2 separate regions of the Mus musculus genome follow, and region 2 is linked to region 1. A link is a contact called in public HiChIP or PLAC-seq data. All regions are on one chromosome and are shown on one strand. Each heading gives the region's core, a stretch centred on a gene start, on an enhancer-like site or on the middle of the called end of the contact. The rest is flanking DNA. Distances are from core to core; before and after follow the strand shown.

The links. HiChIP or PLAC-seq counts read pairs in DNA pulled down with a chosen protein or histone mark.
Region 2: an H3K27ac HiChIP or PLAC-seq map of SST interneurons shows a contact between it and region 1, with 5 times the contacts expected there. The contact joins the promoter of R3hcc1l here to the enhancer-like site in region 1. A contact is called at or near these places in 2 of 39 promoter capture datasets (liver and stem cell-derived epiblast-like cells), 2 of 484 Hi-C or Micro-C datasets (cranial neural crest and liver) and 1 of 115 datasets of contacts at active chromatin or transcription factors (SST interneurons).

What each region holds. Positions count from the first base shown.
Region 1 is chr19:42,459,206-42,464,394 of GRCm38.p6, forward strand. No RefSeq gene overlaps it. Among named protein-coding and RNA genes, the nearest start is that of Gm41849, 18 kb to the left of the region's middle. Within about 2 kb of position 2,401, at least 12 of the 459 cell types and tissues checked have an H3K27ac peak or open chromatin away from gene starts, as enhancers often do. A contact at or near this core is called in SST interneurons and liver, where this site is marked.
Region 2 is chr19:42,516,172-42,521,360 of GRCm38.p6, forward strand. It overlaps R3hcc1l (R3H domain and coiled-coil containing 1 like), which reads left to right and starts at 2,634. Exons shown (of 7, transcript NM_177464.4): 1 at 2,634-2,686.

The DNA.
Region 1 (5,189 bases), core at 1,151-3,650:
TCAGGAGGAGAGCACTGTGTCCTAGCCCTGCTGCCACCTCTCTGCATACAGACATATCAGGGCCTTGCTGGCACAGAGGCCTCACAGCCAAGGTTCTATTTCTACATTCCTGTTTTGAATGATATGTCTGACCCATTTCTTAATCCATAAAGTGGAGACTCGTGACCAAGCTCCTTACAGAGGTTGTGTGGGTCAGACGAGCAAGCCCCCTGCTCTGAAGTCTCTGCATCCGGCATGGCCCAATCAAGTATGTAACCATGGTTACTGGGTGAGCACACCCAGCCCTGGGGTCTTGGGGAGCACTTCCCTTGACTCCGCTATAGCTGATGATTTAGGACCTTTCCATCCATGTCTCCCAGACCCAGACATCCTACTCCCCCCCCCCCCCAGCTTTCCTTCAGAGGAGTTGACAGGAGACATTTTGTCCTCCAGCCTAGAACTCGACCTAAATCTCAGGAGGAGATGTGCCAAGACACTAACCTGTTTGCCAACCCCTTTGCCCAGGTGCCCTGGCCGGCTCCCAATGCTATAATCAATCACGGCCAGCTTCTCCCAGCCACTTGATGCATTCTGTCAGCATGGTGCTTGTCTGTCCTTGTTCTCATCCGGTGCATGGCACCAGCCCTCACTCACACAAACTATGCTGAGCTGCATCGCTTACCAGGGTGAACTCGGGGGAATGACGAAAATAATAAGTAAAGCAGCAAAGAAAGGAAACGGTAGCCATCTGCGCCCTATTTCTAAGGTTTTTCTTTTTCCTGTGCCCACCTGTCACAGTGTGAAGGGTAAAGAATTAGATGGAAGGGCCACACTCTACGAGTCAGGCCGTCTGCCCCTGGGGAAGGCCCACGTGGGACTTCTGAGCTTCCTGTTTGGTTTATGGGGGTATAGCTTCTAGAGAGCCAGGATACCCACGCAGGAAGGACTGATGCAGGCTTCCATGGAAAGGCAGATCCCTCAAAGTAAGACTGTCCCAGGCGGGCATTCTGTGAGCTCCTTGCTTTACAGATGGGGAAACCGAGGCCAAGACTGCATGGGTAGTGATGGAACCAAAGCTAGAAGGGCCAGGGAGCGAGTCTGGCTGATGCACCACCCTCCTTCCTCCCACTGACCGTATCCACCTTCCAGGATGGCGTCTCCATCATTGGAAGGGTCTCAAAGCTGGAAAGAACACCAATGGTGTCGTTTTGAGGGGAGATTTTTGGCAGTGTTAAGGAGCCAAGCGGGGACAGCAGATGGGGCCCAGGGAGGGGTCAGAGAGTCTGGAGGGGAAGCCGATTGTCCCTCACACTGGTGCTCTGTTCTCCCCCATTCTGTCTCCTTCTGGCCATCTTGATGACTTTCCCTCCTGTGTCTCCTCCCGTGACCACTCTTACTCAGCCATAAATAGAAGTACATTCATCATTACTTTCTGTTTTTAATGAATAATACACTATAGCCCCTGATCTGAATTTTAAGATCTCTCTCTCTCTCTGTCAACCTACAGCAGGCAGTTGTCTGCTAAGTACTGATTAGAAATCTTCAAAGTGCCCAGCACTGAGCTAGAAGTTGAGATACAGCTGTGGACAAGATAGCCTGCCCACATGCAGCTTCTCCTCTAGTGAGACAGCACCTGCCTCTGTCCTCATCCCTCACTTAGTGACTCAATTTGTATGTATCACTTTCTTTCTGACCTGTGTGTGTGTGTGTGTGTGTGTGTGTGTGTGCGAGAGAGAGAGAGATAGAGAGAGAGAGAGAGAGAGAGAGAGAGAGAGAGAGAGAGAGAGAGAGAGATATCCTTCTTGTAGAACAATCCCCACCCTGGTAAAACCCCACTGTCTAGTGTGGTCTGTATGAGGAACGCAGGTAGAAAGCAGAGTAGATGGTCAAGTCAATGGTCACTCCCTATGTCCTACATCCACTCTGCTGCTTCCCAGGGCTCAAGGGCTACCACAGTTTGGATAAATAGTGGTAGCAGCTGACTGTCTCCAGGGGACTAAGGGCAGTTTGGGGAAGAGTGTGGACGGGAAGCATTGTGTTGGCCACGTGACAGAGGCCCAGAAAGATTTGCTGAGTAAACTTCAGTAGCTGGGAGCTTGCCTGCAGGCGTTGGTGGTCTAGTGACCTGTGACCATCACGGAACTTCACCCGAGAGCCACATCACCCTGAGCCCTGCCACCATGGTCCTTTACTTCTTGTGGTGTCTTTCGTTCCTAGGAAGCTTGTTTCTGGCTTGCCTGCAGCTGCTGAGGTTTGCAAAGTCTCGGGGAATGTCTGTAAGGGAGGGAGGGTCCTGTTTATTCCAGAAATGCTCCTCTCCGGAGCAGACAGGCCCGGGGAGAAGAAGGCTGGCTGGTGCTTGCACAGTAAGAGCCTATAATTTGCTCAGGGAGGCGAACCCAGAGCCTTATCCCTCTGAGCCAGAGATTAAAGGCCTGGACTTATGATTGCAGCCCGGCTGGGGATCTCTGCCACACACCCACAGGGAGCCCCAAGAGCACAGCTGCCGCTGGAGGAAGCCAGCGTGGGGGACCGCTGGTGGCAGGCTGTTGAAAACAAATGGGGCAAAGAAACGATTCCGATGCTATCGATTGGCGCTGATGTTTGCAGAACATCCGGAAATGACTTACTTGGCTCCAAAACCAATAGGGAAACTGAAGTCAATGAGCCTAGGGTGTATCTTGCTGAACCTTGTGAAGGGGGTTTTGATGCCCCTAGCCCATCCCCCACCACTCACCCTACCCACCCCCACCCCCACTGAAATCCTGCTGGGGGCGAGGGGAGGGGGTGACACAAGCTGGCCCAGCTCCATCTTCCCTCCCTTTACCTCAGATGGCCTCCAGCCTTAATGCGTTCCTCAGCCTCCCACGAGCTGGCTGGCTGCCTCACCACCACATCTGGCCTCTGGTCCCCCCTGGCTACTGTCATCAAGGCTCCACAGCGTGAGGAGATGTGGATGAGCGCTCTCACCCCTCAGGTTCGACAGACAAATGGAGGTTTTGCAGTTGTTTAGTTAAGAGGAACTCCACTAGTAAGTTATAAAAACCAACCAGAGAAGAGAATTTTCAGAGGCCTAGGGATGGTGGGTTTACGGAGCAGGGATGTCCGAGTCTTCAGAGCTGCCTTTGGTCTCTATCTTCCCCTTGCCCTCTCCCTCCCTGATTGCCACCACCTCGTGTTAGTTTGACGTGTCTAGGTAGCACATGACAAAATGGGATCAAAGGAGCACGGATTGTGGTAGAAGAAACACCTCTGAGAAGGCTCAGTCTAACGGGGAAGAAGCACCGCAGGTTTGCCCTCCAAGTGTACGAGAGGAACGGGGAAGATGAGAGCCGTTTGGCTCCTCTGCCAAGCTCTGCAAGGCTGCGGAGGAGCGCTGGCATCACAGTGGGCTGCCTGAAGAAACTGGTGTCCAAGAAGGGGCCTGTGTTCCACCAGCTCAGCTCCCTCCTAGGCTAAGAGCAGGCCTTGGGAAACACGGCCTTGGGGATGGGAGTCTAGCATGAGCCATATGTGATTCTATTCTGTGCCTCAGGAGCCTGCCTGCTCTGTCCTGTGAGTCCAGGCAAACTGGAAGCCAGCTAGAAGCCAGCCGGAAGCCAGCTGGGAGCCAGCCGGAAGCCAGCCGGAAGTCAGTGCACAGGCGGAGTTTGGATGTCAGGGGACGACGGCCCTATCTCATTCCTTTTTTGCACCCATGTCTTTTGTTTTCTTTATCCCTTCACTACGAGGCGTTCATGATCAGATCTCGGGCTGCCTATTTCTCTCCCACATCCCTTCCCAGCCATTTCTCTCTTACTCTTCCCGTTAGTCTACTCTCTTTTTTCTTATTTATTGGGTTTACTGTCTCCACTTCCTAGGATAAGGTTGTTTTACAAAGTTTATTATTTTTAACTATTGTGTGTATACACACATAACACACACGTGTGCGCGTGCACGTGGATGCATGCATGAACAATGCACATGTACATATGTGCACATGAAGGCAGATGCCCACAAAGGCCAGAGGCGTCAGATCCCCTTGGAGCTACTGAGTCGCAGGCAGTTGTGAGTCACCAGGGACGGGTTCTGGAAATCAAACTCAGGTCCTTTGTAAGAACAGCAGGTGCTCATAACCATTGAGCTGTCTTTCCAGCCCCAAGGGGTAGGGGCTTTTGTCTGTTTCAGCTTCAAATCCCCAGAGTTGAGAGACTGCATGGAATTTGATAACAATTTTCAAAAGAATGGAAGAAATGGCTACTCTGAGCAACCTTGGGCTCAGTGTCCCTATAGTGAGCTGAACCTCAGAAAAAGGGCACTTCCTTTGGAAACTGACAGTGTTACGTCCCTTCCAGGGAGCTGCAGAGGTAGGCGCTATGTTGCAAGGATTGAAGGCATTGGACAGACTTATGTCCTGGCTCCATATCTGACCAATTGTGTGCCCCTAGCAAGGCATTTACCCTCTCTGACACATAGCTTCCTCATCAGTGCTACAAGGACAAGAATCTGCCATTATCAAGATGGCTACAAGGCTTGGGGGAGAGGGGCTGATGAACTCAACTAAACCTTGATGAAGTTCTTCCTATTTAAGAGGCAATGCTCACTAATGGATATTCGGTAGAGGGAGAACTTCAGGTTAACCCTGTTGCCCAGGGACTGCTATTGAGAAGGTATTCAGTGAGTTCTGCTAAGTCATCCTAGCTGATCAGGAGGTTGTTATTGTCGTCGCAAACACGGGAACCTGATCCATTCATAGGCACAGAGCAAATGGTAGATCCGGGACCTTTGGATGAAAAGGAGAGGGTTTCTGTTCTATGGATCTCCCCGAGGATGGTCTTTTATATCATCTCACCCAGAGGGAGAGCCTGGGCTGTAGGCTCAGACTCATGATGGTCCTCTAGCTTGTGGTTATAGGATATATGGGTTACTTCAGTTCAGTGTAGGGGGACAGCTTGGCCTCACGGCATCGTGCCCACTGACTTTATTGCGAGCACATTCTTTTCCAGATTCAGTGAATCATCCTTGGTTGGCAGGTAGGCCACTCTTAATTTTTTTTTTTTTTTTAGCTGCTCCTGAATTCTTGACAATGTTGAGTCAGTCCTTGGCAGGACATTGCCAATGTTGTGGCAGTTGGGACAATTGATGTTGGCCAAGTGGCTTAGTTAGCTAACCTATCTGCTTTCTTTATACATGGCCGAGTTTGCCCCTGTTCTGGGGAGTCATTGAAAGAT
Region 2 (5,189 bases), core at 1,384-3,883, 57 kb after region 1:
CCAATTTCAGGGGCTGGAGATGTGGCGATGGATATAGGCACCTACTACCGTATAAGATGTGGAGATGGATATAGGTGCCTACTACGTGTTTCTATCCTTCCTCCAGACCATCTTCGGCTATATCTAATGTGTTTACAAGTCTTGTCAAGCTCACCGGGCTTTCTCCACCCCACTGCCTGCACTTTGGGAAACAAGGACTCCTACCTCTGTTCCTGACCTTCAGACAAAAGCCGGAGTGTTTGTATTAAAATGTGAATCAGGTACTATTGCCCCATTTAAACCCTTTGGAGGCTATAATTTAATCCAGGGTTCTTATGATCGCCCACATTTCCTCCACTGAAGAAAAGGCATCTTGTCCTTTAAATAGCCTAGCTCTTCGGTTATTCTGATCTTTCGGCTGGAACGCTGTTTTCGTCTCCCGTTTAGCCAGCGCCTGCTCATCCTTCAGTGCTAAGTGGACAGTCAGCTCTTCAAGGAAGCCTCCCCTGGGCCACCTGGCTAAAGTAGCCCACCACCATTCATTTCCAATATATTCTATTGTACAGCAGCCTAACTTATTTTGAATGTACAGAATTCCTTACCTTCTAACATAGCTGCTGATTTGTTAAAAGCCAAAACAGTTATGACCTTGCTTCTTAACTCTTCGTGAGTGCCTCTGCTAAGTCTCCGATATACAGCACTAAATATGGCTACTTGTTAGATCAAGTTGATAAAGGAAATTCATTTGAGAGCAGTTTTGTGACGACATGATGTAGGGGTGGATACCGCAACAGATGCCGTGGCGTGCTAGGTGAGCTGGCAGGTGGCAGGTGGGGAACACCATGTTTTATCATTTGTTGATTTTTATGGCACACATAGTATCTTTTGCCAGTGGCCAGGAAAACAAACCACGGGGCAGCAGATATTCAACAAAGGCCTGATGAATGAAGCAAACTTGATTTGTGCCTTGCAAGATCTGTGGTCTGCTGGCTCAGGCCCATTCTGCTAAACTAGTTAACATAGCTCTGCTTCCCAGCATCCCACATTTAGCGGTTCCTGGTTTCCCTACCAGGCCTACCTGGGCATTGGCATATGATTCAATCCAAGTATTTGACAGTTTGGCTCTCCCTGGTCTACTCAGACCGAGGACCATGCTTTGATCCCCAGCTTAGGCTATGGCAGGAAGTAGAGAGAAGGACAGGTTACTTTACTCCCACAATTCCTAGCTCAGCTGATGACGATTTTTTTTTGTTGTTGCTGCTTTTGTTTTTTGCTATGGAACCATTTGACTAGTATCTGTCTCTTCTTAAGGGACCATAAATCCACAGGGGTAGGCACTGGTCTGCTCATTATTTTCGGCCCCAGCACTGGCCCATTGTAAGCAATAATATACAACCATTTTGCTGAGTGGTCAGCTCACCCGAGGGGGAAACTTTTTAGGAAGGCTCACATCTAACCTATCCCATAATCAGATCTGGTAAGGGATGGGAAGGAGAGTAGTGGATTGGGAACTACTATTTTGTAAAAGCTCCAAGGTGTTCACCTTCATTCCTTCTCTCAAACTCAATCGAATGGTGTCTTTACAGGGTTTTAACACAAACACGACTTGATTAAATTTGTTATTTACACAACTCGGCCTTTGGCAGTAAGGACCCCACAGCCGTACTGAGATCAGTAAGGAGAACAGTAATCAGCTAAGAAACTAAGCAAGTGGGAATTAAGTATCTGGCAGTGGAAATAAAGAACAGACTCAAATGCTAGAGAGAGAGCCTCTACAGGGTTTGGTTAGCATTCAAATGTAGATGAAGAGGCATTGGAGATAGATGGGAAGGCAGTGAACAGAGAGGAGAGACACAGTATGAACTTTTCAAATATTTCTTTTTTTCTTGTATAGTTCCGAGATCGAATCCTGGGCACTTCACCTGTTTGCCAATCACAGGGCTATACCATTCGCGCCACCAAAGCGTTCAAGCCATTTTTTGACAAGTCTGCAAGATAGGAATGAGATAGGGTCGTCTAGAAGTTGGGAGTACGATAAGCTAAAGCAAAAAAAGGGGCCGGGCTGGACGCTCCCCTTCCTTATTCTAAGAATTGCAGAGAACAATATTCAAGAGGTGAGTTCGGGGGGGGGGGGGAGAATTACAGGAAGAGACCGAGTCGAACGGCATGGAATGAGGAAGGCAAAGCTGGATAGTGTCATAGAAAATAAATGATAATGTCCAAGAGCTTCAATGACTAATGCTTAAGTTAGACAGCCTGAAAATACTTGCAGTGGGTTTGGCGACAAGGACACTGGCTGCAACAAGGACATTTTCTGCGGGGGGCAGAAGCTGCAGTGTAGAACTCAGCACACACAAGGAAGGAAGTAGAGACGCTAAGTGCAGATTACGCTCGAAGAAACTCGCCCGTGGACGAGGAAAGAGACACGGTTATGATTGAGCAGGACGTGAGAAGATTTGAGCGCTTTCACAGCTGAGGGTTGAGATGGAGGATGGACGATACAGGAGATAGAGGAGCGTCAACGCCCTCCCGCCCTCTCCATTTGCCGGCCCCGCCCCCCACGCGACGCGACAGGGGCTCGCGAAGACTACAACTCCCAGGAGGTCCCGCGGCGTGGGCGGAGCCAAGGCCTGGCGCGCACCCCAGCGGCGAGCGGAAGAGCAGGCGCTTCATGGTGGCAGCGGAAGCGGAGAGCGACAGCGTCCCGGTAACCACGAACCCTTGAACCCGATTCTTTCTCTCCCTGAGCTGGTGCTGGTTGCCCTCGCGTCTTTCCTCCGGCTCGGGAGAGGACCCTCTTTCCTCCTGTGTGTTAACGCTGGTTTTCTTTTCCTCCGGTGACGCGCGGGGCAGGCCCCCGCCTGGGGCGGAGGTTATTGGGAAGCTTCCGCCCTTCGACCTGTTGGAGCCCCGGGGCGGGAGGGCCACCCTCCGGTCTCTTCTGTTTTCTAAGGGGCCGGAGGCCTGCCTTGGGCCTCTGCCCTAATGCTTCTTTCTGGTAGAAATCGTCTCCAGTCACCAGGTAGCGAGCGGGGTCTTAGGACCCCTCTGGGCTGCGGAGCTGTGGACCACCGAGGTGGCTTCGGGACAGCCCGGGGCCGCGGGCGATTCCCGGGCAGTGGCACTTCTGCTCCGCTGCTAGGACCCCCGGGCTATGGGCTGGCCGGGAACAGTTTGTAAAGTAGGATGTTCTTCCTGCTCTTCTCGGGCGGTCCTCAGAAAACTTCCAACCCACTTTATCGAAAGTTGTCTTACAAACTTTTTTTTCGTCGCATCTGAGTTGTGAGGGAAAGAGTACGGGGTTTATAGAGTCTGAATCCTGAGAGGATGATGGGTTGGCCACTTGATGGACCTGTGGTCTTTTGTAGTCCTATTACCACCACCTTGGTTTCTCTGTCTGGAAAAAAAAAGAGGGGGTGCAGGGTCTTTTGTACTATGCTTTTCAGTGTTATGATCTATGTGTGAGACGTTTGTGCTAGAAAACATTTAAAATAAAGTTCCTGTACCCTCTCTTGTGTGGTCCAGGTCAGTTGGATTTTAAAATCAACGGTCATGTCTTTATGAAGACCGGAGTTAATGGTGTCTTTAGAAACTGCGATGAAACCTACAAGTGTTAAAGCAAGGTTTCAAGCGGAGAGGTGACATTAGGGCTTGACCACCTGTGGAATCGGTGTCAAACTTCGAGGCCCATCAGCATGCGACACACAGCCAGCTGCCCCTGTTGCTCGGTTTCCGCTCTTGGAAGCACTACACATGACAAGCATCCCCTAAGACTTAGAGCTCCCGAAGCTTGGTGCTGAACCACCAGTGTCTAGGGTTTGTGGGTTGCAGGCACTACTTACTCATGTAATAATAGCTGCCTGAGCTATTTAGCGCAGGGTTGAGGTGTCTGTAGTTCATTGGTAAGATTGCATAAGGCTCTGAATTCTCTCCCTAGTAGTAACCACAACAACAATAACAAGCAACAGCAGCCTTTAATCCCAGTACCAGAGTCGGAGGCTGGCTGGTCTCGGAGATTTTGGTAGCCTAGTCTGGGTAGTGAATTCCAGGCCAGGAAGAGCTCCTCTTTAAAAAAAAAAAAATTACTCTTTTTCACTCTTAGGGTTGCCTAGGTTTCCCATAGTGCTGCTCTGACGTGGTTATTGGGTATGCTCTTAAGTAAATACTTTTCTAGAGATTGCTTTTCTTTTTCTTTCTTTCTTTTTTTTTTTATTTTTTTATCTTGTCAGTTTAAATTGGACTGGTCTTTTGTTTGTAACCTGTACTTGAGTGTATTTCACTATGTAGTGTAGCTCCTAGCAGGACAATTAACTATGACTCAGATATTGACAAGAATAGAATTCTATAGGACAATTTTTGTGTCTCTATTCCCCCCCCCCATATATGCATACATGTATAGGGTTTTTTTTTTTTTGTTGTTGTTGTTGTTTTTCATTTTTGAGACATGGTTTCTCTGTATAGTCCTGGCTGTCCTGGAAACCACTCTGTAGATCATGCCAGCTTTACACTCACAAGAGATTTGCCTCCTGGGTGCTAGGATTAAAAGCATGGGCCACCACCCAGCACACATACAGTTTTTAAGTTAGGCTGTTTGTAAAGTTTTAGCTTGAGTTGGGCATGGCAGTTCATGCCTTGAATCCTATTAAGTCAGAGGCAAATGGCTCTCTGTGATTTCAAGGTCAGCCTGGTCTGCATATCAGTTTCAGGTCAGCCAGAGCTACCTGGTGAGACGGTGTGAAACAAAAACAAAACAAACGTTTTAGCTTAAAGGAGTCTGGGAGGCTTGATGGTGGAAACTGAATGAATGACCACCTCTGCAGATATCCTGGCTCTGTGTGTATCTGTAAGGAGCAAGGTTAGAGAAAGCAAAGAGAGAAGCTTTACAGACATAAATGGCTTGGGGGCCAGGGCAAAATCTTAGGTTAAGAATTGAAATACTATTTTTATTTTCTTCAGGTGTCTCACTGACTGCCAGATATCTGCGAATTTGGATGCTAAGGAAACATTTCCTTTATTTTTTTTTACACATGATCTTAGCCAAAAGGCCAAAAAGCAATTATTATTTTTCTTTCATGTTGTGCCTTCTGCTTTTTCAGATTTGTTCTTACCTTTAGTTATGCTTCAGCATGGTTTCTTTGCACAAATATATATGTATATACATACACATATACACATTTGTATATGTGTATATGTGTGTGTATATGTATATA